Regions from separate parts of the Sus scrofa genome. Here regions 1, 2, 4 and 5 are each linked to region 3. A link is a contact called in public HiChIP or PLAC-seq data. All regions are on one chromosome and are shown on one strand. Each heading gives the region's core, a stretch centred on a gene start, on an enhancer-like site or on the middle of the called end of the contact. The rest is flanking DNA. Distances are from core to core; before and after follow the strand shown.

Region 1 (4,982 bases), core at 2,480-4,979, 860 kb after region 3:
GGATGTTCACTAAACCTACTGTGGAAATCATTTCATGACATATGTAAGTCAAATAATTACGTCGTACACCTTAACCTTACACAGTGCTGTATATTAATTACATCTCAATAAAACTGAAAGAAGAAAAAAAAACCCAAACATATTCTTACCATGAAATCCAGAAATTTTGCTCCTTGGTATTTACCCAAATGAGTTGAAAACTTAGGTCCATGTAAAACCTTGCACGTGGATGTTTATAGTAGCTTTATTTTCATTGCGAAAACTTGGCAACATTCAAGAAGTCCTTCAGTAGGTGGATGGATAAACTGGGGTACATCTAGATGATAGACTATTATTTAGCCCTAAAAAGAAATGAGCTATTAAGTCATGAAAAGACACAAAAGAAACTTAAATGCATATTACTAAGTGAAAGAAACATGAAAAGACTACATACTGTATGGTTTCATCTATAACATTCTGAATAATGTTAAGACAATAGACACAATATAAAGATCAGTGGTTGTCAAGGGTTAAGGGAGAGGAAAGGATAAATAGGTAGAGCACAAGTGATTTTTAGAGCAGTGAAACTATTCTGTATGGTACTATGATAGTAGGTATGTCTCATGATACATTTGCCAAAATCCATAGAATGTATATTTCTAAGAGTGAACTCTAAGGTCAACTATGACTTTGAATGACAATAATGTGTCAACAAAGGCTCATTAATTGTAACAGATGTACTACTCAGGTAGGGGATTTTAACAGTTGTGCTTGTACATGCACAGGAGATATATGGGTATTCTCTGTACTTTCGCCTTAACTTTGCTGTGAGCCTAAACTACTCTTAAAAAAAAAGTCTATTAAAAAAAAAAAAAAAAAGGTTCTCCAAGTGACTCTAATGTGCAGCTAAGGTTGAAAACTACTGGCCTAGGTTCTTTGCATACATAATCTCCTTCCACTCTTCTAACACTTCAATATTCTGTAATAACCTATAAGGAAAAAGAATCTGAAAAAAAATACATATATATAAAACCAAATCATTATGTTGTACACCTGAAACTAACATACTATAAATCAGCTATATTTCAATAAAAATAATTGAGGTTATTCATTTACATTCTGATATATCTTTAAAAAATATTTTAAAGATATATTTCTTCTTCATTCTTCTTTTTTTTTTTTTTTTTTTTTTTTTTTTTTTTTTTTTTGTCTTTTTTTTTGTTGTTGTTGTTGTTGCTATTTCTTGGGCCGCTCCCGCGGCATATGGAGGTTCCCAGGCTAGGGGTCCAATCGGAGCTGTAGTCTCCGGCCTACGCCAGAGCCACAGCAACGCGGGATCCGAGCCGCGTCTGCGACCTACACCACAGCTCACGGCAACGCCGGATCCTTAACCCACTGAGCAAGGGCAGGGACCGAACCCGCAACCTCATGGTTCCTAGTCGGATTCGTTAACCAATGCGCCACGACGGGAACTCCTCTTCTTCATTCTTAACGCCAAAAACTAGGCCCTTTGGGCTCTTCCTCCCTCCCTCCACTACTGGGGGACTTTAGCAATCTCCCAGTTAGTCTCCTTGTCTAGGTTTTTAGCCATTCTGGACACTCTGGCCCTATACATCTAAGGCCCAGAACTTTTTCAGTCAATGTTCTAGTCCAGAACATGTTACCTCACCCTAAATTCTGGATCCCACATAAGACCCTTCTCACTTTAGCTCTTATCTTCTCTATCATTGCTTAATGCTGGTTTTTTGCTTGAGGTGCTGGTCCTCCTTCCTGTGTCTCAGAACATAGGGTTTGCTTGTATTCTTTCTCCTCCCTTGTGGTGTTCACATTCTACCCACTCTTCAAGGTCCAAGAGGAACCCACCTCCTCCTTAAAGATTTTCCTGCAGCTCTTAAGTCACATTCATAGCTCACAAATAATTATTCTCATGTGTTGTAGTTCTGACAAGATAGTTGGAATGTTCTACTCTTTTCTCTGAGTTTCATCTGTTAACAGGAGACCTAGGGACACTTACCTGCCACAGTCGGACAAGTACTTATAGATATCTTCAGTGCAAATCTGTAATTTCCAAAATACTAGTTCTTCAAGCATATGGTGAACCCAATCTAACTGCTTAAAAGAACGCTTCTCAAATACTATCATATAATATTCATGTTTGTTTAAAAGATGAAAAAGTGAGAGTACAGTGGGTGTCTGGGCATGGGTTTACCTATCTCACAAACCAAGGCATTAATTTCTTGATTTTAAAAAAAGGAAGCTATAGTCACATTTCCAATTAATTATATCCTAAATATCTCCATGTACGTACCATAAGCAAATATATTTTGTTTTCAACGCCTGTGAAACAGAACGTCCGAAGGGAATAATTACAGACATTCTTGCGACCAAAACCCACAGGAAAAAATCAAAAGCACACTCGCAGTGCTGCTGCTTACTGGGGACGCCATTGGGCCTGAATTCACGCTTTTGGGAGCCTCAGTTCTCTCATCCGTACAATGGAGAGAACACTCGACAATATTTACTTCCCCGGAGTTGTGAAAGATTTTCTTTCCAACGAACTGCGGGCGGTTTGCCTCCTAGGACCGAAGGGAGGCGCTTCTCCTCCCGCGACACTTTTCGGTGCTCGAGGAGGGGTGACCAGTTCTTGGCCGGGTACGGTCGCCCTGGTAGGACGCCAGGCAAAGACAGCCTGGGCCGCAGGTTTGACGTGCAGCCTGAGTGCCGTCAGCAGGAGCGCGCCAAGTGTGTACACACCGTGCAAAACACGCTGAGCGTACGTGCAGCCGCGCGTGCGGGGTGGTGGGAGCGCGCTCCGATTGATAGCATAGTGAAGGTGCAGGGCGTACGATAGTAAAGCGACAGCTGACAAGGCCGAGGGAGACCGAGGCCCGGAGTGCGAGAGAGACCAGAGAGAGGCGGCGACGCGTCCCGCCGCCTGGCACCCAGGGCTGGCGCCCCTTGCGCCACTGGCCGACCGGCACCTGCAGCGCCCCACGTGGCGGCCGGCGAGGTCGCAGTCAGTAGAGCCCATTTGCTCCGCCTCCGCGCCGCACGGCTGCCCTCCGCAGCTTCCCCGCCCGGCTCTCCCCCGACCCTCCTCCCTTCCCCCTCCCGGATCGCGATGGACGCGGCCTCCCCCGCCGCCGCCGCCGGCAGCACCGCGCGGGCCTCTGAGCTGTAAGGCCGGAGGAGCCGCGTGCCGGGGACGGGACGTGCGCTGGCTGCCGCTGGTCTGGGGAACCTCTCGCTTCCCCGTCACCAGGTCCCCGCGGAGGAAGGGGAGGGACGAGGAGCGGCTTTTCCTGTGCCGCTTGCCCGGCTCGACCTGCGCGGCCTGCGGCTTCCTGGGAACTCTAGGGCCGCGGCCGGGCCTGGCTCTGCCCGCGGCCTGCTTGGAGCTGGACCGGAGTGGTTTGGGAGGACAGGCCCGGGTAAGAGCTTGAGGGAAGGGGAGGCGGGGACTCCCTGGGCGGTCGGAACGGCCCTGGTGCCGGGATGAGGGATGCCCGGCGGCGGGCTGGGAGCGAGACCCCGGCCCCTGGTAAGGTCGGCGGCACTGCTGTTGACTTACCCTCTTAGCCCCTTTGTTTCCCAGCCTTGGCTCTGCCCGGGGCGGGACCCGGCTTGTCCAAGCCGGAACCTACGGCAGCCCCCCCCCTCCCCTTGTCCTTGAGAAGGTTTCGCCGCCCGGCGGGGCCAGGGACATCTCCCCGGGCCTCGGAGTTCCGGGCGCCGCTCCCGGGAGACCCATCTCCGAGCCCGCCTCGGTGGCCTCCTCTAGGGTAGAGAGGCTTGCTGCTCCTCCTCCAAAACTTCCCCCTCCTTTTCGACACAGGTAGCTAACTTAGCCGGGTTTGGTGCCAGGAAACCGGAGCGCGGTGCCTGCGCCTCTCGGCGCGGGGTCGAGTGGGCCTAGGGTGTTGGGTCACCCCTGCTGACGGCCGCCGTTGGGTGCCCACTGGAACCTGCCGCTGGGTTTATACACCTGCACCTGGGTTGCAGGGGACCCAAAGCCGTCTCTCCTTCACGGCACTTACGAGCTTTTGTAATGACTTGCCTGTTGTGGTTGCTTTTCCTTCGCTGTTGTTGTTTTTAACCAACTGCCCACTCTATGGGGACAGGGAAAGAGGACCATAGATTAGCCTATATTCTGATCCGTAATGTGTTAGTCCATTGTACTTACTTTTAGCATTTCTTTTAAAACTTTTAAAAACAGTTGCCAAAACAGCCAAAATTCCTAATCAAGTTTTTATTCCTAGATAGATCTTGTGTCTATCATTTGTATTTAGATATGGTAAGAATAGCAGTAAGTAAATCGAGAAGTCGGCAGAATTTATGAAATTGGAGGTAATTTTAAAATAGAAACTTAATTTGGAGAGGGATTAGATCAAAATTCTTAGTCTCCTTAAAATACTGATTCTCATCCTTATCCGAAGATCAGTTTTGGGTCGAGGAGGGGAAAGACGTTTGCTGAAAAAAAAGAACTCATAGTAAGGTGTTGTTTGCCTTTTGGCACAGACATTAGTGATAGCAGTACTGGGATAGGAAGCTTGTTTAACTGTCTTTGACAAAGACGGCTCAGGTTTCCAGTTAAGCAGCAACCTAATCAGCTTATATTCTTGTTCAAAACTGGTTTTTATTTAGTGTGATATATGAAGTTAAACCGAGGAATAAGGAAAGTTGAAAAACTGCATTAAGCTCTCTATCCACACACACTTATGAGTCTTTTCTAATTCCAGGAGGACACCACGAAAATTTGGCTCTGGCCCGTGTAAAAGAAAAAAAAAATTTAAACCCACCCTGATCATTTCTGGACATTTAGAGGAATTTTTGCTTTTACTTTTTTAATTTAAGCAAAGAGCCTTTAAAAAAAAAAAAACCATGGCAGATGTGGATCCAGATACATTGCTGGAATGGCTGCAGATGGGACAGGGAGATGAAAGGGACATGCAACTAATAGCCCTTGAACAGCTATGCATGCTGCTTTTGATGTCTGACAACGT
Region 2 (4,992 bases), core at 1,574-4,073, 570 kb after region 3:
AACTTTAGGTTAATATCTGAGAAAAAAAGAATTTTTAAGATCTTAGTGGGGAGGGGCAAGACAGGATAGGGAATTAAGAGGTATAAACTACCATGCATAAAATAACTAAGCTAGGGAGTTCCCTCCATGGCTCATCGGTTAGGTTAACGATCCCAACTAGGATCCATGAGGATGAGGGTTTGACCTGGCGTTGCCATGAGTTGTGGTGTAGGTCGCAGACGTGGCTTGGATGTGGTGTTGCTGTGGCTGTGGCGTAGGCCTTCAGTGGCAGCTCCAATTCAACTCCTAGCCTGGGAACTTCCATATGCTGTGGGTGTGGCCCTAAAAAGCAAAAAATTAAAATAAAAAATAAAATAACTAAGCTATAAGGACATACTGTGCAACACAAGAAATAGACTCGATATTTTATAAGTATAAATGGGATATAACCTTCAAAAATTGTGACTCACTGTATCGTAGTGCACCTGAAACCTAAATAACACTGTACATCACCTACCCCTCAATTTAAAAAAAAAAAAAAAAAAAAGCAGAGGAGGTTCCGCTGTGGTGTAATTGGATCGGCAGTGTCTCTGAAGCACTAGAGGTAGGTTCGAGCCCCAGCCTCGCACAGTGGGTTAAGGATCTGACATTGCTGCAACTTCTGTGTAGCTCCCTGGCCCAGGAACCCCATGTGCCTTGGGGTGGCAAAAAAAGAAAAAAAATGCAGAAATTGCAGTCAAAAGCCAAAAATAAATACATAAATATATAAATACCTAAGAGATCTTAACAGTCCAGATCTATGCCAAAACTAACAAAATGAAACATAATAAGGATAATTATTTTTTAAAATAAACCACAAAAAAAAAGGATAGGCTGGATAAGATCTGATTTAGTAGACATTCCGATTAATATGACTGAAAAAAAAATTTATTTTTTTTTTTGCCGCATCCATGGCATGTGGAAGTTCCTGGGCCAGGGATCCAACCCACACCACAGCATTGACCCTTGCTACTTCAGTGACAATGTCCTGTCCTTAACCTGCTGCACCACGAGAACTCCATGACTTAACATTTAAAATGAGGCCACAATAAAATATGAGAGCTTTATGACTCCAAATTAACCATACAAGTTGCCATTGTTGAGCTGAACTGTGAGGAGGGGAGTTGCCCTTCTACATTATTACACTGAGTTTTTTTAGAAATAAAAAGTTTCTTTTGAAAAAAATTGGGAGTATCTGGTTATTAGTTATTAGTCTTGGATGGTAACACTTCTATTTCTGGTGATACTTCTTTTGCGGGTACTGAAAGCAGCACGTTAGTCACCATGAAATCTATAATCAATTTTAAGAAGCCACCAAAAATTGTCTGTTTCTGTATATTAATATAAAAGAGATAAAGATTAAAAGATACTTTAAATAAGTAAAATATTTTCAAATATTAGATCATCGTTGACTTTATAATGCTGAAAATTATGGTTAAATGAAAAAAGGTCCCAATAATGTAAACAATCTCATCACAGCTACTTAGGTACATGTATACTGAGAAAGACTGGAAAAGAACATCAAATAACAGAAATAAATTTAGTATTAGGCTGAATGTTTTAAAAATAAGGGCAACCAAATACTGAGTACTTACTATGTAGAAGACACTGGGTTAAACGGTTAGCTTGTTTAATTTGCATAACCACCTTATGAAAAAGATTAACATCATTGCCATTTTACAATTAAGTAAACTGAAGATCTGATGGGCAGCCTGACCACCTTTTCCTCAGTTAAGGAGTCAAAGACCGGGTGATACACCTAGTTTTGTCTAACTCCAAAATCTGAGTTCCTAAATACTACCAACTCCTCATACTAAGGAACCGGCTATTAAGAACTTCACAAATACTTTTTTAAAAACAAAACTATAATGTTAATATTGTGCACTTGCCAATTGGCATCAAATCATACTCAAGATGAGAATTAATATCCTATAATACCTGCCGTAGTAGACTTCCCAACTCCACCCTTTCCAGAAGCCACAACTATAACTTGTTTAACACCTTCTATTGGTTTCTGCTTTGGAAGTCCTCGGGTCATGATTTGTGTTCTTCTCTCTTTTAGGGTTTCACTTTCACCGCCAGATAACTTAAGAAGAAAAAAAAAGTTTTAAAATAAGCCATCTTCATTATCACCCTATAAAAGTAAAAACAATTCATAATTTGTGACTAAGAGGGCTTTCTTTTCTAATTCTGCTCATCTCCACTAGGAAGACTTTAGTGTCATTTACCTATTGTTATCGATCACAATTGCAGTCACACTAAGTTGAAATTTATTTGCCAGGATATGCTGACGTTAAAAATGGGAAGTAAATAAATTGCCTCTTCAAGGAGTTAAATCCACGTGTTCTCCCCCTCTTTTAACCTATTTTCTAAATAAACCAACACTAAAAAAGGACGTAAATGTCACACATCCATATTTCAACCAACTATTTCATGCCCCTCTATGTCTTAGCCTGGTCCTACTAGGAGCTTCCCTGTCATGTGGGTACGTCCAGATAACTGCAGTCTCACTCAGCTGCCAAGTGGGCAGGGGCCCACGAAGGACCAAAGCGAGTCCTAGATAAGAGGCAATTACAGAGTACCTGCCGACCGGCATCTCCGACCCTCCCGCCTCCCCCTGCGCCGCAGCACCACGGACCTGGCGCCGACACACCAACACTCGGCTTCCCCCACGCGGGGCAAAGGCCCCGCAGCCACTCCGAAACGACACCCCACCACAGAGCAGCAAACGCTGCCAAGCCCCCATGGCGCGGAATGCAGCCCTGAGCCCAACCCGGAAATCGTCGCGGTTGGCGCTGGGTGATGACGTCACACGACAACGCTTTTCTTCCCCTAGCGACTAGCGTTGAGTTTCTTTAGCCTGGGAACACAACTACGCCCCTGTAGCCGCGCAAACCTTTTACAGCGTTTTACCAAATGGTTGGGAAGCATTTTCACATACCTCTAATTTGGTCCTTACATAAGTTTAGGAGTAGGTAGGTAGGAGACTTACTAGGATCCTCTTTTCATAGAGAGGAAAGCAGATTATCAAAGTTTAGAAAACTGACACAACTGAGAAGAAGGAAATGGTGAAGGTTAAAAATGACTCCAGGCATTCTCACAGCGGAGCATATAGTCACTTAAGTACTCCCACTGCTAAGGATTTTATATTTTTCCCCCGAGTGGTCTACAATAATAGTCTGCTTTGTGTTGATACTTCGTGATGTGTGGCTGGTAAATCCCTGAAAGAAAAGTCTGGGTTCTTTGCTAAGCTCAAAAAAGGTTTAGCTGCATCAGAAAGCGGGAGTAATGAAGCAAATTTCATTCAAGAAGCAACTTAAGTGAGACAAAGCTTGAGGAAGGAGGTGGGATTCATCCTGGTAAAAGCAAGTACATATCTCCACATTCAAAGTAGATGATGTGTACATGTACACAATGGAATATTACTCAGCCATTACAAGGAACGAAATAATGGCATTTTTAGCAACATGGATCAGTCTCAGTCTAGAAATGATCATGCTAATTGAAGTCAGTCAGACAATGAGACACAAACATCAAATGCTATCACTTAACATGTGGAATCTGAAAAAAGGACACAATGAACTTCTTTGCAGAACAGACAATGACTCACAGACTTTGAAAACTTACAGTTTCCAAAAGAAAGAGGCTGGGGGGTGGGAGGATGCACTGGGGCTTTGGGATAGAAATGCTATTAAATTGGGTTGTGATGATCACTGTACAACTATAAATGTAATAAATTCATTGAGTAATATAAAAAATTAATTAAAAAAACAAAGTAGATGAGAGTGAAGGAAATCACTTTAGGAGAGAGAAAGCTGGAAAGCTGATACAGGAATCCAGACTCAGCAAAAGAATCATTTAGGGTATAGGGTGATTTACTCTAACATATTTTCCATAATATTTTCTGAGTTTAATTTTTATTTATTTGCTTCTTATATTTACAAATTTAGTTGTATAATCACTCAGTTATTTTGTTTTAATCTGATCTTTAATATCCTTAGCATTAATACAGGTATAACATAACAACCTAAAAGACTACTGTAAGAATTAAATGACATATTACCAGCAAAGTACATTCAACTTATTAAGCTCCAAAAAAAATTCAATTCCTTGCTTTTTTCCCCCAGACTAACAAGCATATTACTTCATTCAACTTTCTTTATCTTACACTAGGTATGGCATTCTTAGCTTACTGCTTTATATTACTTTCTTATTTTATTATTTTGTGATGTGTTTTCAGTTAACTTAATTTTAAATTTGTATCTGCTCAATATTTGTAAATTAAAAGCCAATTGAATATGGAGAATAGCTGTCAGAATAATCCATTTACTAAACAAAAAAATGCTAAATGTCTGTTTCTCTCCAGGTGGCTTTGCAAGTTCTTCCAGACTTCTAATGAAAATTCATTCATTTAACAAATATTTATTGAGCAATTACTATGCACCAAGCACTAACCTTTAGGGTTTTCAACCGTAAACAAGACATAATCTCTCCACTCAAGGACTAAACAATCCAGTGCAAGAGACAGAGTAAGTTAACAAATAATTACACTATGGTATAATAACTATAGGAAAAAAATCACTGAGTGATACAGAAGTATAAAAGAGGGGGATGGAATTCAATCAGGATGCTTCTGAATAGGGTAACATCTAAGCTTAATCCTGAAGTATGTAAGACTCAGTAGGAAGAATGGCTGGCTACAGAGTTATTGTGCAGAGGTGAGAATGAACGGCTAGGAACTGCAAATAATCTGTGGCTTGAGGATAGACCGTGAAGTGCAAGACTGAAGGAGATGAGAATTAGAGGTTGGCAAGGTGAAGGTTGCCTAGGTCTTGAAAGGCTTTATACATCATGCAAAGGGGTGTGGACTTTACTCTGAGGGAACCATAGAAGGCTTTTAAGCAAAAAGTGACATTATCAGATTTGTGTTTTAGAAATACCACTATGATTGCCAGGCAGAAAATGGATGGGAGG
Region 3 (4,786 bases), core at 426-2,925:
TCAATAAATGTACAGCCTTTCAGAAAATATCCAGAAAAGAAACAGGCTGAATTCAATAGTGATGAGGGTGGGTGGAGCTATTTTTCTTATCCAACTGATTATACATTAAAAAAAAAAAAAAAAAAAGTATAGCTAAAGGAGAGCCTAATGAGTGAGGGAGGTGAGGCCTAGAGACCAATTAAGTGGCTCCATAACAGCCTCATACTAGTGAGGACACAGAAACTGGGCTCCAATCTAGCCTAAGAAAGGGAATTTGTTAGCTCATGTAACTAAACTATGGAAAGGATTGAATGATCCAGAAACTCAAAGGAAATCAGACAGTCTTCCTTCATTTCTTTTTCTGGTGTTTCTCTCTCAATTTTCTTCCTTGGGGTACAGAACTTGGACACCAAGGGCCTTGGGTTTACATCCTTAAAGCTCCATGATCCAAGGGTTAAAAACAAACCAACAAACAGAGACCCAGACCCTCTACCTGGCCAAAAGATCCATCAGTATATTCTAAAATCACTAAGTGAAAGATGTACAGGGAAACTTTATAATGGAGGGGTCAGGCTGCTGACCTCGCCTGAACCCACTGGTTCAGCCAGATATTACCTGCATTGAGATGCCATAGAAAGTATACGCCTTAACCAAAAATAAAAAAAATTGAGAAGGGTCTAATTATACTTTACATTTAACTATAAATTTTCAAGAAACATGGTGGATAGAGAAACGAGATCATCAGTCATAAATGAGCCAAAAGCAAGAATCGTGACGTTCCCCGGTGCAAATATCTGGTTTCCCCAATAAATCAATAGCATAAAGAGAAAGAGGGTGGGGAGGGAGGCGTTAAGGGAATTGAGACTTAAGAGGCTCAGCAACCAAATACAATGTGGAAAGACAGAACCTTGACTGTGAGGGAGGTGGGGTTTAGAGACCTCCATTAAGTGGCTTTCTAAGAGCCTCATAGCAGTGAAGACACAAACCAGTCTAGATCTCTATAACAAACCAACAATAAAAGGCATCTTTCAAACAATCAAGGAAATTTGAACGTGATAGGTTCCTAGGGTGTTGGCAGATGTGACTCTTGCGATTGAGCAACACTGGACAAGAACGAAAGAAAAGCGGCTGACCAGGGATGACTTATTTCCTGCTAACGTCAATCCCTGTCCTTGACAGAATGGTTGCATTCACTCATTTGACTTCAACTAAGTCAAGTCTGAAATAAAGTCCTTTGCCACATCCCCGCCCCTTCTTCCTGCCACCAGGCCTTTATAAGCCGAAAGCCTCACGGTCGCTGCTGAGGCCATCCTGAGCTCAGCCCATACGTTTCAGAAGCCTCTCTTGCTTTACTTACTTGGCTGTATGCAGTTCCTCCCTCCGCAAACCTTACAGAGCCTTACAGAACCCACAGAGTGCATATTATGGAATATTCAAGAATTACCTTAACTTTTCTAGATGTGTAATGGCTGGGTGATTACTTTTTTTTCCCCCAAATTCTCATCAAAGGAAGTTTAAGTGAGAAACGAAGTGAGTGAGGCGGCCCGCTTTATACCGCTGCCGCCTCGCCGACAGACAGCTCGCGCTCCGCTCGCTCGCCCGATCCTCGAGGGCGCAGAGCCCAGAGCCGTCAGCCGCGCTCGCCGCACCCAGCATGCTCCGCGGACCGAGCGCCTCAGCAGGAGGACCCACCGCCCGCACCTAGAGCCCCGGACGCGGCCCTTTACCCAAGGTGCCTCGGGCGCTCATTTGCATGGCCCACAGACATGTGAAGCCGACAGATCGCCGCGGTCTAGCGATCGTGGCACCAAACGTGCGAGCTTCGTGAGTGGGTCCGCGACGTCAAATATCTCTAAATGTCCCGCGGTCGCCGGGAAGAGGCGCAGCTTGGTCACCGTAAGTGTGATAGCAGAGATATCGCCGTGCCTTATATAGCCTGTGGACAGAGGCTGAATCGTGCTCGCTTCGGCAGCACATATACTAAAATTGGAACGATACAGAGAAGATTAGCATGGCCCCTGCGCAAGGATGACACGCAAATTCGTGAAGCGTTCCATATTTTGCGCGGTCTAAACAGCCTTAGCCTTTTGAAAGCTCCAAAAGCACGTCTGGCACTCAGTCCTGAAATTGTGATTTATTTTCAGTATAAAAGTGTTCGTATAATGCAATCTATGAAATGAGAATGAAGCTGAGTTACATCTGGAAATTAATGTCCAAAGGAAACACCGTGAGTCAAAAGCAAAACGTCTGGCACTCAATACTGAAATTGTGATTTATTTTCACTATAAAAATATTCATATGAGGCAATTTATTAAATGAGAATGAAGCTGAGTTGCACATGGAAATTTATGTCCAAATATGCCTTCTTTTCACATCTCGGAAATGAGGGAAATATCAACTTGCATCCCTTTCATAGAACTTAAAAGTTCTGAAATCGACTTATTCATGGTCTTATCTCCTCCAACCATACAAAAGCAAGAGACCCAAGTGGGTTCGCCTCTTGTTCAAGACTGCCTGACATGAATTACTGGATGAGTCCTCAACAAATCATTTCTAAATTATTAAATTACTGAATTATCGCTAAGTTACTGAATCCTGCTAAAGGAAGTAAAGAACATTAGCGCACATTTCTGGGACCTACTTTGTTACATTCCTTGGTCGTGTTGGACTAGAGTGCGTAAATTCTCGCTCAGATTGTGAGCTGGACCAAAGCAGCGACTGTTATCGGATCAGATCAACGCTGGCCAGTGCATGTGGATCCTAGAGCTCCAGATTCAGTTAAAAACTGACGCAGCAAGCTCATTCGTATCTGCTTTCCGTAGTCTGAGACAGATCTTGTGGGCCTGTTCTTATTTGGCTTCTAAGGGGCACTCAAAATGCCTCTTTACCTAAATCGGGTGGATTCCGTCACAGGAAATTTGAAAGTTCATTACCCAAACCAAAAGCAGATTTTTTTAACCAATGAAAACAAGCATTCGACTACAGACACTACGATTACCCAAGTAACTTATAGAAACATGACCGGTGGGCCATGGAAATGCCAGGGTAGCAGTCGAGCTAGACTGCGGTGGAAGAGTCTCGCCAGAGTCCTCAAGGCGCAAAAGGAGAGCAGGTCTCTTAAACTAATCTCAAAACCCCACCTCTCCCCAGCAAAGGGGGCAGGGCGCAAAATATGGAACGCTTCACGAATTTGCGTGTCATCCTTGCGCAGGGGCCATGCTAATCTTCTCTGTATCGTTCCAATTTTAGTATATGTGCTGCCGAAGCGAGCACGATTCAGCCTCTGTCCACAGGCTATATAAGGCACGGCGATATCTCTGCTATCACACTTACGGTGACCAAGCTGCGCCTCTTCCCGGCGACCGCGGGACATTTAGAGATATTTGACGTCGCGGACCCACTCACGAAGCTCGCACGTTTGGTGCCACGATCGCTAGACCGCGGCGATCTGTCGGCTTCACATGTCTGTGGGCCATGCAAATGAGCGCCCGAGGCACCTTGGGTAAAGGGCCGCGTCCGGGGCTCTAGGTGCGGGCGGTGGGTCCTCCTGCTGAGGCGCTCGGTCCGCGGAGCATGCTGGGTGCGGCGAGCGCGGCTGACGGCTCTGGGCTCTGCGCCCTCGAGGATCGGGCGAGCGAGCGGAGCGCGAGCTGTCTGTCGGCGAGGCGGCAGTGGTGCGGTCTTGGCGGCCTGCCTGGAACAAGTGGCATCTCTCTAAGTGTATGGGAATCGGTTGGCCCACTGGGCCACCAGGACGTTGGGTCACTAGGGTTCTGAATCGGACTCGGATCCTCCTAGAAAAATGTGGAACGTGTCGCTGATATATCACCTGTGACATGGGAGCCTTGTACAATTTCCAAAGACTTTATTGAAGTGAGCCCAGTGTCCAGCCTTCCAGGAGATTTCCTCCAACGACTTGACCACTCAGATCTGACGGTCAACACCACACTCTAGGATACCCCAGGCTCCACCAGAACACGAGTGTTTCGGACCTGAGTCCTTCCGCGCAATCGTCAGTGGGATGGTGGGGCGGAGCCAGGGTGGCTGGTCACGCCCTTTCACAGGTGTCACCTTAGAACCTGGCCTCCAACCTACTGGAACATTGAAGAACACGTTAAAGCGCACGTATTTGGTTTGAGTGATGGATCCGAAGAATTAAGCTATTAGATCTGAACTGGAGAATCATTCTTGTATTTTCCTATATTTCTCCACACCCTAACCCTAGCCCTGTTATGATACAAACATGCAGAACAGATCTAAGTGCAAGAAATACTGGAATGTTCACAGCCTTGTAAATTAACTATACTTCAATAAAACTTTTTAAAAATACTGGAATGTTTGCGTTACAGAGTCTGATTTTAACTACAGCAAAAACCATACTGCTCAAGTCTTACACGTTGTGAACTGAGGGCTAAAGGTAAAAGCCTCCATATACTGAAGTAAAGTGTAGGGCATAGGTTTCCCTGCGTTGTGTTAAAGTGGCATCCTTAACAAGGAATATGGCATATTTATAAAATAAGTGAAGTTTTGCTTCTTTTTTTCCTTCCTGTGGTTGTCCTTCCCTTTCCACGACACAATATTTTGAAGTAAAAAGCTGTGAAGGATCGGTAACTTTGAGAAGTTTTAAAATTAGTATCCAATTTTGTGATGCAGTAAAAGAAAATAGGATGAACCCATATGAGTTTCTGGTATTGCTGAGACAAAAATAGCGAAAGGAACAGAAAGCCTACAGGGATTATTGCTAAACCTACCTTTCTCTGTTGTTATAATTCCTTTCTTTAACAGCTTCTGAAAAGTAATAAAATAC
Region 4 (4,621 bases), core at 2,096-4,595, 680 kb after region 3:
ACTTAATGATATGTAACATCTCTTCTAGCCCTAAAATTCTAGTGTTTATTCTTGTACTACATACTCAGTCAAAATGAATCACTCTCTCTGTTTTAGGCCAAGAATAAATAATTTTGCACTCAAAGTGTTTTTGAGAGTTATTTCAATATCCAACAGAGAATGTCCTACTCATCCGTTCTTACACATTCTTTAAAGCCCATTTCAAATGCCATCTCTTTGTTGAGACCTTTCATGAGCCTCTCAATTGGACCTTACAGTAATTGCTCTCTCCTTCAGGATCTAGAATATCATTGCACCTTTCTCAGTGCAGCTTACATACCTTACACAAGTGAGGATGCGTAGAGAGATGCTTGGCAAAAGATGAAGCCTGGAGTTCCCGTCGTGGCTCAGTGGTTAAAGAATCCGACTAGGCACCATGAGGTTTCCAGTTCGATCCCTGGCCTTGCTCAGTGGGTTGAGGATCTGGCATTGCTGTGAACTGTGGTGTAGGTTGCAGACACGGCTCGGATCCTGCGTTGCTGTGGCTCTGGTGTAGGCCAGTGGCTACAGCTGGGATTAGACCCCTAGCCTGGGAACCTCCATATGTGGCGGGAGTGGTCCAAGAAATGACAAAAAAAAAAAAAAAAAAAAAAAATGAAGCCTGAGCAGGGTGGGCAAGTTTTATGGACTGGGCATGGGCACAGAGTTTGGAAGCAGGGGTAAGCAAAGAGAAGGAGATACTTGTGCGGCTAGTTTTGGGGTTTTAAAGCCTTAGCGCCCTCCAAAGGGAGAGGTGGCAGGAATGGGTGATTGCTTAAATATTGGAGAGGTACTCAAGCAAGTAAATATCTCAAAAATAATAGGATCCTGGGTTCTTTCTGTAAGAGTTGCAGGGGGATTACAAATGTGGAAGAGAGAAAACTAGAATAGCCTGTGCAATGCTGGATGGGAGATATTACTGTGAACATATGTTTTTCAATATCTACTGTTAAATTAAAAAGAGTTCTCATTGTGGCTCAGCAGGTTAAGAACCTGACATAGCATCCGTGAAGATGTGGGTTTGATCCCTGACCTCGCTCAGTGGGTTAAAGATCTGGTGTTAACGAAAGCTGTGGCATAGGTACAGATGTGGCTCGGATCCCATGTTGCCGTGGCTGTGGTGTAGGCTGGCAGCTGCAGCTCTGATTCGATCCCTAGTCTGGGAACTTCCATATGCCTCAGGTACAGCCAAAAAAAGAAAAAGAAAATGTAACTGTTAAATTTGTGTGTATGTGGTCTACACATATAGATGCACTGATGTATGTAGATGGTATGTGTATGAATGTACAAATATTCCCTAGCTGCAAACACTAAGACAGCTTAAGCAGTTATATCCCAATAGCAGTGAGTACGTCTAGTGCTTCTAAATACCATTCTCCATGCAAAGGAACCAGGACTCCCAGATAAACTAGCTGCGTCCAGGGTTGGGGCAAGATGAGTCTTATCTTATGCCAGAAAGTAAGGGGGTACTCGAAGAATGATGGAGGTGTGTCAGAAGGCCACAGAGCAGTAAAATGTTAATTGATGGATATGGTTGGTGGATATATGTTATTAAAAGCTCTTTCAAATTTCTGTATGTAAGAAATATTTAGAATAATACATTGTGAAAGAATTTAAAACACATACACAAAGATATAGAAGCCAGAATGAAGGGGTGAATCCCACGAACCAAACTTGGGACAATTTGAACACCAAAATAAACAATGATAGAAGCAGACTATAACCTTTTAATAAAATAGGTTTAATAAAATAGGAAACTCTGATTTCATACTGATAGAAATTAGTTAATTGAAATTTGATCAGAAACAAAAAAACTTACATAGTTTCAAAGAATTTCTCCCACAAAATACCTAATTGCAAAGAGGAAAAAGCAGCTTCACTGGAGAAGTGTGGCAGACACTACATTATTGAAATAAACATCAAAATGAGACAAATTAAAATCAGGTGCCACCTGATAGGATGCAATGAGAAGGACAGAGCATTGTTTCTGTGAGAGTGCTGTCAGAGATACCTACCCTTGAATCTAACCATGAGTAAACATCAGATAGATGCAAAGTGAAGGCCAACTGTAAAATAATTGGCCAGGAATCTTCAAAAGTGTCAAGGATATGAAAGTCGAGGAAAGACTGAGGAAGTGTGCCAGATTGAAGGTGACTAAAGATACATGACAAATAAATACTTTTTTTTTTAAATCTTTTTTTGCCTTTTCTAGGGCCACACCCACGGCATATGGAGGTTCCCAGGCTAGGGGTCCAATTGGAGCTACAGCTGCTGGCCTACACCACAGCCACAGCAACACCAGATCCGAGCCGCATCTGCGACCTACACCAGAGCTCACTGTAGCACAGGATCCTTAACTCACTGAGTGAGACCAGGGTCAAACCCGCAACCTCATGGTTCCTAGTTGGATTCGTTAACCACTGAGCAACGACCAGAACTCAGACAAATAAATACTTGATTCTGCATTGAATCCTTTCCTCTTAGCATTATTGAGGAAATTGGCAAAATGTAATATATCACACATTTTGATTCTGATAGTTATATTAGGATTATGTAGGAGTGAATGCTTATTAGTGAGATATACAGACTAAAGTATTTAGGGACTATGTGACATCATGTCAGCAACTTATATCTCATATAGTTCAGGAGAAAAATGTTCTTTGTATTATACTTCCAACATTTTTTGTAAGCTTGCACTTGTTTCAAAATAGAAATTGAAAAATTACATTAAAAACGCTGAGTATACTGGAAAAATGCAGTTGACTTGGGGTCAAGAGGCTATTAGTCCCAATTCTGCTGTTGACTGTGTGTGTGACCTTGAGCAAGTGGCTTCATGACAGGCCCCAGACTTTTAGGAGTACAAAGCTCTCTCTAGGGTCCCTTCCACCATCTACACCCACGGAAATCTCTGCCTGAATTTCCCTAGGCTCCAGTTGTGCCTTAGACCTCAGCTGCCCCAAGGCTGCCTCCAAGGATTGGGTCTGGCTTTAAAAGCAAACAAAAATGGGTGTGGCCGAACTCTCAGGGCTGCAAAGCCAGCCGTTGCCTCAAAGTAGGACACCGTCTCCGTCATCGCTCTTTCGGCGGTGGAGCAGTTACGCCTGCCAGAGTGGGCGCTCGATGGCTCGGCGGCCCGCAGGCGGGGCCTGGGGTCGGCGGCGCTGTGCGGGGCGCGCTCCCAATCGCCTGCTCCCGCCGCCCTCAAGGCTCCAGGCTTTCCTGCCCCGCCCCGCGCGCGCCCGTCCCGCCTGCTGTCTCGCCGTCGCCGCCGCTGGCGAGTCCCAGTGCTGCCCTGCTGCGCTGTGGAACAGATAACGTGGCGGGGCTGGGACGGGCGCTGAGTTGTGGGGGACCCGGGGCGACCAGTCGGGAATCCCCGAAGTGGAGGCGGATCCTGGCGAGAGGGGGCGGTGTCCAGGCAACCTGCCGGCTGGGAGGCACCACGCACCGGGGCCTGCACCGTGAGTTGAGCTTCTTGGGCGGGGGTGGGGTTGCTCCGTGGTGTTCGCGACAGCCAAGAGGTGGAGGAAGGGGGGACTCAGAGCAGGAACGGGTCGAGGAATTAGGGGTCCTGGACGAAAGAGCCGGAGCTCTCCGAGGAGGGGTTGAACTGGGGCGCCCGGACGACCGAATGGCCAATGCAGTCTGTCGGTCGGTCTGAGCTCCGGGAAAGTCTGGTTTCATCCGAGCACAACAGGTAGGCGTGGACTCTGGCCGCCGGGTGCCCCCGGGCGTGCGGGGAAGGTCGGAAGGTCCGAGCCCGCCCCGCCGGCGCGCCGCTCCCGGGACCCGCCCTGGCGGCGCCCGCCGTGTCTGGGTTGGCCGGGAGCGGGGGCCCATACCCGAGCTCCGGGCGAGGTTTTCTGAGCGCCCGCGGGCGATTCTGCAGGCAGGTTTCCAGGAGCAGTGGAGAGTGGATATGGCGTAGAGAGTGGAGAAGGACTAATCCAGCCCTTCTCTGAAGGAAAGCAAGCCTTTGCTAGGTTAGCACTTGCTTAGTATGATGAAACATTTCTTCGTACCCTACTCGGCCAGCACAGCGTCATTTCAAGGAATTATAAAGTCTTTGGAAACTTTATAAAGCCCTTTATGGTATTTACTAGTTGCAGTAACGTATATCTCTGGCAAGTTAAGATGATTTTTGTAACTGTCAAGTCGTATAATAGTTGTTAAATGATTTGAGCTCCTTCACTAAAAGTCGTACATTTTTTTGTGTGCATTTATTTATTCAGCAAGTATTCGGCACCTTTTATGTGCAGGCTCACTCAGAGCCCTTAAGGAACTTCCAGCCTAGAGAAGAGGTTCAAAAGGGGAAAAGGTCCGTAAGTACGGTGTAGAACTTTCATAGAAATACTCTGGCAAGATTAAAGTGTAAGGAAAGTAGAAGTGTCCTTAGTGGTTGGCATTAAATGGATGGTGAGAGGAGAATTGTCCTGTTTCGTTTTCCAAACATCATTGAACCCGAGATTTGTCTTACATCTTAACACCGTAGTTTTTTTTTTTTTTTTCCTTTAATGAAATGGGTAAGCAGACAGTTTTTATAGCATAAGAATAATGACTGTTGAAAAAAGTTTTATATAGATGGCTATAGTATTGGAAGAGT
Region 5 (4,910 bases), core at 97-2,596, 640 kb after region 3:
CTTTCCGAGAGGTTAACCATTATCAACTAGGCTCCGTTTATTTGTAGGAAGAGTTTCCCAATTTGCTGAAGTCCCTTCACTGTGTAAAAATTTCTGGGAACAATAAACTATTTTCCAGAGACCTCCCCATCTACTACCGCCATATACAAAGGGACATTAAAGTCCTCTCTTATTCTGGGTCAAGACCAAGGGCCTCTATGTCTGAGCCAACCCTGTAAAATTTGAGTCTGGGAGTGAAACATTAAAGAGACAGAAACATGCAAAAAAGAAAAGAGACATAAAGGTGCAAACAATGCAAGCTGTCTGTGCATGGCCGACAAATGTTAACAAATGTAGGAATCCCTGCAATGCAGCAAACAGATAAAAATTTTGTTTTCCGTTTTTACAAAAAGCTTAAGGCAGCCTGCAACATAACCAGCTAACAGGCAGCTTCAAGTCTATATAGAAAGGACTTCTGATTATGCATGGATTATTTTCTTCGGTCACACTACTTTGTATGGCTAGCAACACTGTCAGTGATGTCATCTTTTAAAACAACAGACGGGAATGTATAGGCATATTGTGCCAACTGAGCCCAAATCAATGACCTGGATAATGCAGTCAGAGTAACACTATTATTCCTCATCTAAAGCCTCTAAGCCCATAGAAAAATAATGCTAATCTGATGCAGGTTTAAGGAATACGTTATGTGGGAAAGAAAATCAAGCCCTTGTTTAATTTTATATACGTTCTAACACGTACAGGAAACATCACAAAATTTAATATCATTATAAGCATCAGAATCTGTCGTTTTTTAAGTAGTATGTTAAAAATTATTAACTATCACACAACTTTCCTATATAAGAATATTTTTAGCAATGATATTCTCTAAAAGATTGATCTCCAAATATGCATACACATAGCCTATCAATACGTTTCCGCAACTGCGAAAACAGAATGATTTACAGCATTTCTGACAGAGGAGGTAGCATTGTTTTATTAATTACAGTAAACAAAATTTTTGAAAGATTTATAGCTTTCAATTCCATCTCCCCTTGCTTTGTAATTCAATTGACTCAAACTATTTATCTAGCTTCAAAATGGGTATAATATGGATTTAGGCAGATTTAAAATTTTTCAACGTCTGAAAACTTGAGCTTTCTGAGCTGAAAAAAATGTTTCTTTAAAAGGTATGTAGGGAAGAGAACCGCTGGGTCTTTTATAACTCCTTTCAAAGCCTCCGTTGAGAAGGGTAGCCTCGGTGCAAGGGTTAGTACACACTGCCTTTGAAGACCGCACATCCGGGTCACCGAAAGCCAGGCAGAGGCCGCGCCCTTCTGGGGGCGTGGCTATGGGCGAACAGGCCTGCTCTCTGCCGGGTTGCGCCCCGCCCGCCTGTGCGGCGGGTGGCCGGAAGCCGTGGGCTATCCCCTCCCGGGCTTGAGCCATGGCTGAAAGTGGCCGGACACCTCAGGCCCGGGCGCTCCTGCAGCAGTGCTTGCATGCCCGGCTGCAAGTACGCCCCGCCGAGGGGGACGCCGCGGCCCAATGGGTGGAGGTAACATCAGCCCCGCAGCTCCTGCGGTTATTCTCTGGCGCGGTAGGAGGGTTCTTACCGCGTTGTCTCGGTGCTCTGCTCTTCCGCGTCTCCCTCCGAGCCGGCCGCGTGGCGACGGGCACGTGCAGTGGGCGGTGCTGGACTTCCGCCCGGTCAACTATCCAGTACCCTCCATTGCCGGCCTCGCTTTTCCTGTCTCCTCAATCTTGCCCCACTGACCCTGGTACCTTCTCCTTCAGATTCATTCTCCCAGCGGGAGAGGGTGTCCTCTGCTTGGGACTCAGGGAATTGGAACTTCCCCTCACCTTCTGCCTACCTGAGTGAGGGGACGTTGGGCGTAGTAGTCTCAGACATTTGCTTCAAAAGAGCAGAAAGGCTTGCTATGCCCTGCGTGTTGCTTGGGCTGCTGGAGACCTGTGTTTATCTGATTGGAGCTTATAGGTTATATTTGTTGCAGTCTTCCAGATTTGTTTAGACTCATGTTCCAGATCTCATGGAATTCCCTTTTTTTGTTGTCTTTTTAGGGCTGCATCCAGACATAGACATATGGAGGTTCCCAGGCTAGGGGTCGAATTGGAACTGTAGCCGCTGGCCTACACCACAGCCACAGCACGGCTGGATCCTTAAACCACTGAGCCAGACCGTGAATACTATAGTATTCCTCATGGATACTCGTTGGATTCCTTTGGACTGAGCCACCGCAGGAACTCCTGAACTCCCTTTTGATTGCAGCTAGGTGTTAGTGTAGACATGAGATTGTTGCCCATGAAACACTGCCTTTTTCAAGAAACTTAAAATTTTGAATTACTTCTAACTAGGAACAAAGACTACTACTTTTATATAATGTTGCATTGTTATCATATTTCCTCGAAAGAATTTAAAACATTTACACCAATGATGCCCTTCGACTTGAATATTTGCCTTTTTAGGGCCACCCTGGGAATACCCGTCGTGGCGCAGCGGCAACGAATTCGGCTAGGAACCAGGAGGTTGTGGGTTTGATCCCTGGCCTCGCTCAGTGGGTTAAGGATCCGGCGTTGCGGTGAGCCGTGGTGTAGGTCACAGACGCAGCTAAAATCTGGCAGTTGCTGTGCTTCTGGCGTAGGCCGGAGGTTACAGCTCCTATTTGATCCCTAGCCTGGGAACCTCTATATGCCGCAGGTGCGGCCCTAAAAAGACCAAAAAAAAAAAAAGGCAGCCTGACCCTGTGCATAATTCCATGCAAAAACACGTGAAATATTCGTTAAGGCCCTCGACTTATTTTTGGAGTAAGTTGAAATGAAAAGGCAAAAAATTGTAATAATAGTAGTAAAGACTTTTGGAGGTATTCAGAAACTTTAATATAGGAGCATTTCATTTCATCTGTCGTATCTGCTAAGTCCTGTCCCAGATCTAGCATTCCTTAACAGACTACTAGTCATCACTTTAAATGCTACCCATAAACGATATATGTGGGCGGTTATTCTTAAATCACAATCTGTTACTCTTTGCCAGTTTGGAAATATTCATAAGCACAAACATTCCGATATTTTTGCCCTCCCCTTTTTCATCTCAAAAATTCATTTAGTATTTCTTACTTTTATTGTGACCTTTTAAATTTTTCTCTTCCATATTTTGAAATTTTATTCTTTTTATTTTTGCCATGCTATCCAAAGAATTGCCTATTTTTATAGTTGCTTCATGGGACATGCTCATTACTTAGATTTCTTCCATGCTTCCATATCTTTTTATATTCTTCATGCCATATCTCCTTTTGCAGAATCACAAGTTTATTGCAACCTTCTAAACTATGAGTTTGTTTAAAAACTTTAAAAGCTATTTTATTTCTCTTTCATTCCCACACATGGCTAAATTAATATAAAGAGCTGACAAGTAATTAGTGAGAGAGTAAATTCTTTCCTTTCTCAGACATCCTCTATTATTTAAAGTTCTAATTTTTAAAAGACTTTTTTTAATTGTCAAAGATTTGAAGGTTACTTTTCGTGTTCTTAGTTCCATTTGTTTAGGCTTTTTGCTTTCAGAGGCTAATGCTCTTCCTCAGAGGTGAATTTCATTAAGCTACAGTGAGAATTATCTGTGGTTTCCTATATATCTGAAATGTTCTATTTATATCAAAAGAAGCTACAAGGAAAGTGATTTCAACTTGAAGAGAGGAATTTGTAGGTCACAGTTTAAGAGATTTTGGAATAAACTAAAAGAAAACACCTTAAAAAGGAGATAGTATGGTGAATGGGAAGGACAGGGGTTTATTTCTGCAAATAATTAGATACTTAATTCTGACATTGCATGTGTCCACATATGAATATGCTTGAGGTTTTGGCCTGTGCTGAAATAAACCCAATGGAGAGACCTGTGGCACTGGTGCAATTATCTGTATCATTCAGCCTGCTAGCTCCTTATTATAGGTGTGCATTGGAGGCACTTGCTTTTTCCAGGAGCACAGTTCCACTTTTAAAAGGTTACTTCTTTTCCAGGTAAATCAGGTGCGAGTGCTGAGCTACATTTATACTTACATAGAGGACTGTTTAGGTAACACATAGAGCCTGTAAAATATTGTTGAATTTAGTCCAGATAAATTGAGTCCGTATTGTGTACAAAAGAGTCTGTAAAATGCTTTTGTAGTTAAAATGTAAAAGTGTTTCAGTCCTTAAATTTCTTTTTACATGCTCATTTAATAAGCACTTATATAGCTCTTACTATGAACCAGCTACTGTTTTAAGTGCTTTACAAATATTAACCCATTTAAACTTTATAGTAGTTCTTGAACTCAAAAGATTAATCTACAAAATAGGGAGTTCCCGTCGTGGCTCAGTGGTTAACAAATCTGACTAGCATCCATGAAGACGCAGGTTCCATCCCTGGCCTTGCTCAGTGGGTCAAGGAACAGGCATTGCTGTGAGCTACAGGGTAGGCCGCAGATGCAGCTCAGATCCTGCGTTGCTGCAGCTGTGGCATAGCCTGGCAGCTACAGCTCCGATTTAACTCCTAGCCAGGGTACCTCCATATGCCAAGGGCACAGCCCTAAAAAGCAAAAAAAGAAAAAAAAAAGTTAAACTACAAAATAAAAAAACATAATGATTCACTCAGCAAAATCAGTCATTTATCAAGTGTCTCTTTTCCATGTAGTCTTTCCTACAAGAGCTAATAAAGAAATATCCAAGTCATTATACAAAATAAATAAGCTTACATTCCTGATAACAGACCTCTTGATGTAGAACTTAACATGAATGCAGTTTCCAAGGTTTAAACACTGTGTATTTCAAGCATTAACAAAAATAACAAAAAAAAATTGGATAGTAATTTCTTGGAGTTTATTGAAATAGAATCAGTATTTCTTATTTTCACTATCTGAAAGTAAGTGCATTAAGTGGAA

The links. HiChIP or PLAC-seq counts read pairs in DNA pulled down with a chosen protein or histone mark.
Region 1: a contact with region 3 is called in an H3K27ac HiChIP or PLAC-seq map of alveolar macrophages. The contact joins the promoter of LOC110261745 here to the promoter of AKAP6 in region 3. A contact is called at or near these places in 1 of 5 promoter capture datasets (liver), 3 of 47 Hi-C or Micro-C datasets (blood and skeletal muscle) and 2 of 2 datasets of contacts at active chromatin or transcription factors (alveolar macrophages and skeletal muscle).
Region 2: an H3K27ac HiChIP or PLAC-seq map of alveolar macrophages shows a contact between it and region 3. The contact joins the promoter of NUBPL here to the promoter of AKAP6 in region 3. A contact is called at or near these places in 3 of 5 promoter capture datasets (fetal liver, fetal skeletal muscle and liver), 2 of 47 Hi-C or Micro-C datasets (heart right ventricle and liver) and 2 of 2 datasets of contacts at active chromatin or transcription factors (alveolar macrophages and skeletal muscle).
Region 4: an H3K27ac HiChIP or PLAC-seq map of alveolar macrophages shows a contact between it and region 3. The contact joins the promoter of HEATR5A here to the promoter of AKAP6 in region 3. A contact is called at or near these places in 2 of 2 datasets of contacts at active chromatin or transcription factors (alveolar macrophages and skeletal muscle).
Region 5: an H3K27ac HiChIP or PLAC-seq map of alveolar macrophages shows a contact between it and region 3. The contact joins the promoter of DTD2 here to the promoter of AKAP6 in region 3. A contact is called at or near these places in 4 of 5 promoter capture datasets (fetal liver, fetal skeletal muscle, liver and 1 more), 2 of 47 Hi-C or Micro-C datasets (both in liver) and 2 of 2 datasets of contacts at active chromatin or transcription factors (alveolar macrophages and skeletal muscle).

Annotation. Positions count from the first base shown.
Region 1 is chr7:68,315,416-68,320,397 of Sscrofa11.1, forward strand. LOC110261745 reads right to left here and starts at 3,730. Exons shown (of 3, transcript XM_021100055.1): 1 at 3,677-3,730; 2 at 2,288-3,619; 3 at 149-341. The coding sequence starts at 3,730. The coding sequence ends at 2,498. It overlaps HECTD1 (E3 ubiquitin-protein ligase HECTD1), which reads left to right and starts at 2,752. Exons shown (of 41, transcript XM_021099884.1): 1 at 2,752-3,410; 2 at 4,719-4,982. The coding sequence starts at 4,861.
Region 2 is chr7:68,025,738-68,030,729 of Sscrofa11.1, forward strand. NUBPL (iron-sulfur protein NUBPL) reads right to left here and starts at 2,824. Exons shown (of 10, transcript XM_013978129.2): 1 at 2,657-2,824; 2 at 1,957-2,104. The coding sequence starts at 2,764.
Region 3 is chr7:67,460,472-67,465,257 of Sscrofa11.1, forward strand. AKAP6 (A-kinase anchor protein 6) reads right to left here and starts at 1,676. Exons shown (of 16, transcript XM_021099874.1): 1 at 1,424-1,676.
Region 4 is chr7:68,140,252-68,144,872 of Sscrofa11.1, forward strand. It overlaps HEATR5A (HEAT repeat-containing protein 5A), which reads left to right and starts at 3,346. Exons shown (of 38, transcript XM_021099894.1): 1 at 3,346-3,479.
Region 5 is chr7:68,104,816-68,109,725 of Sscrofa11.1, forward strand. DTD2 (probable D-tyrosyl-tRNA(Tyr) deacylase 2) reads left to right here and starts at 1,347. Exons shown (of 3, transcript XM_013978134.2): 1 at 1,347-1,579. The coding sequence starts at 1,427. LOC102164814 (a long non-coding RNA gene) reads right to left here and starts at 1,760. Exons shown (of 4, transcript XR_304522.3): 1 at 1,596-1,760.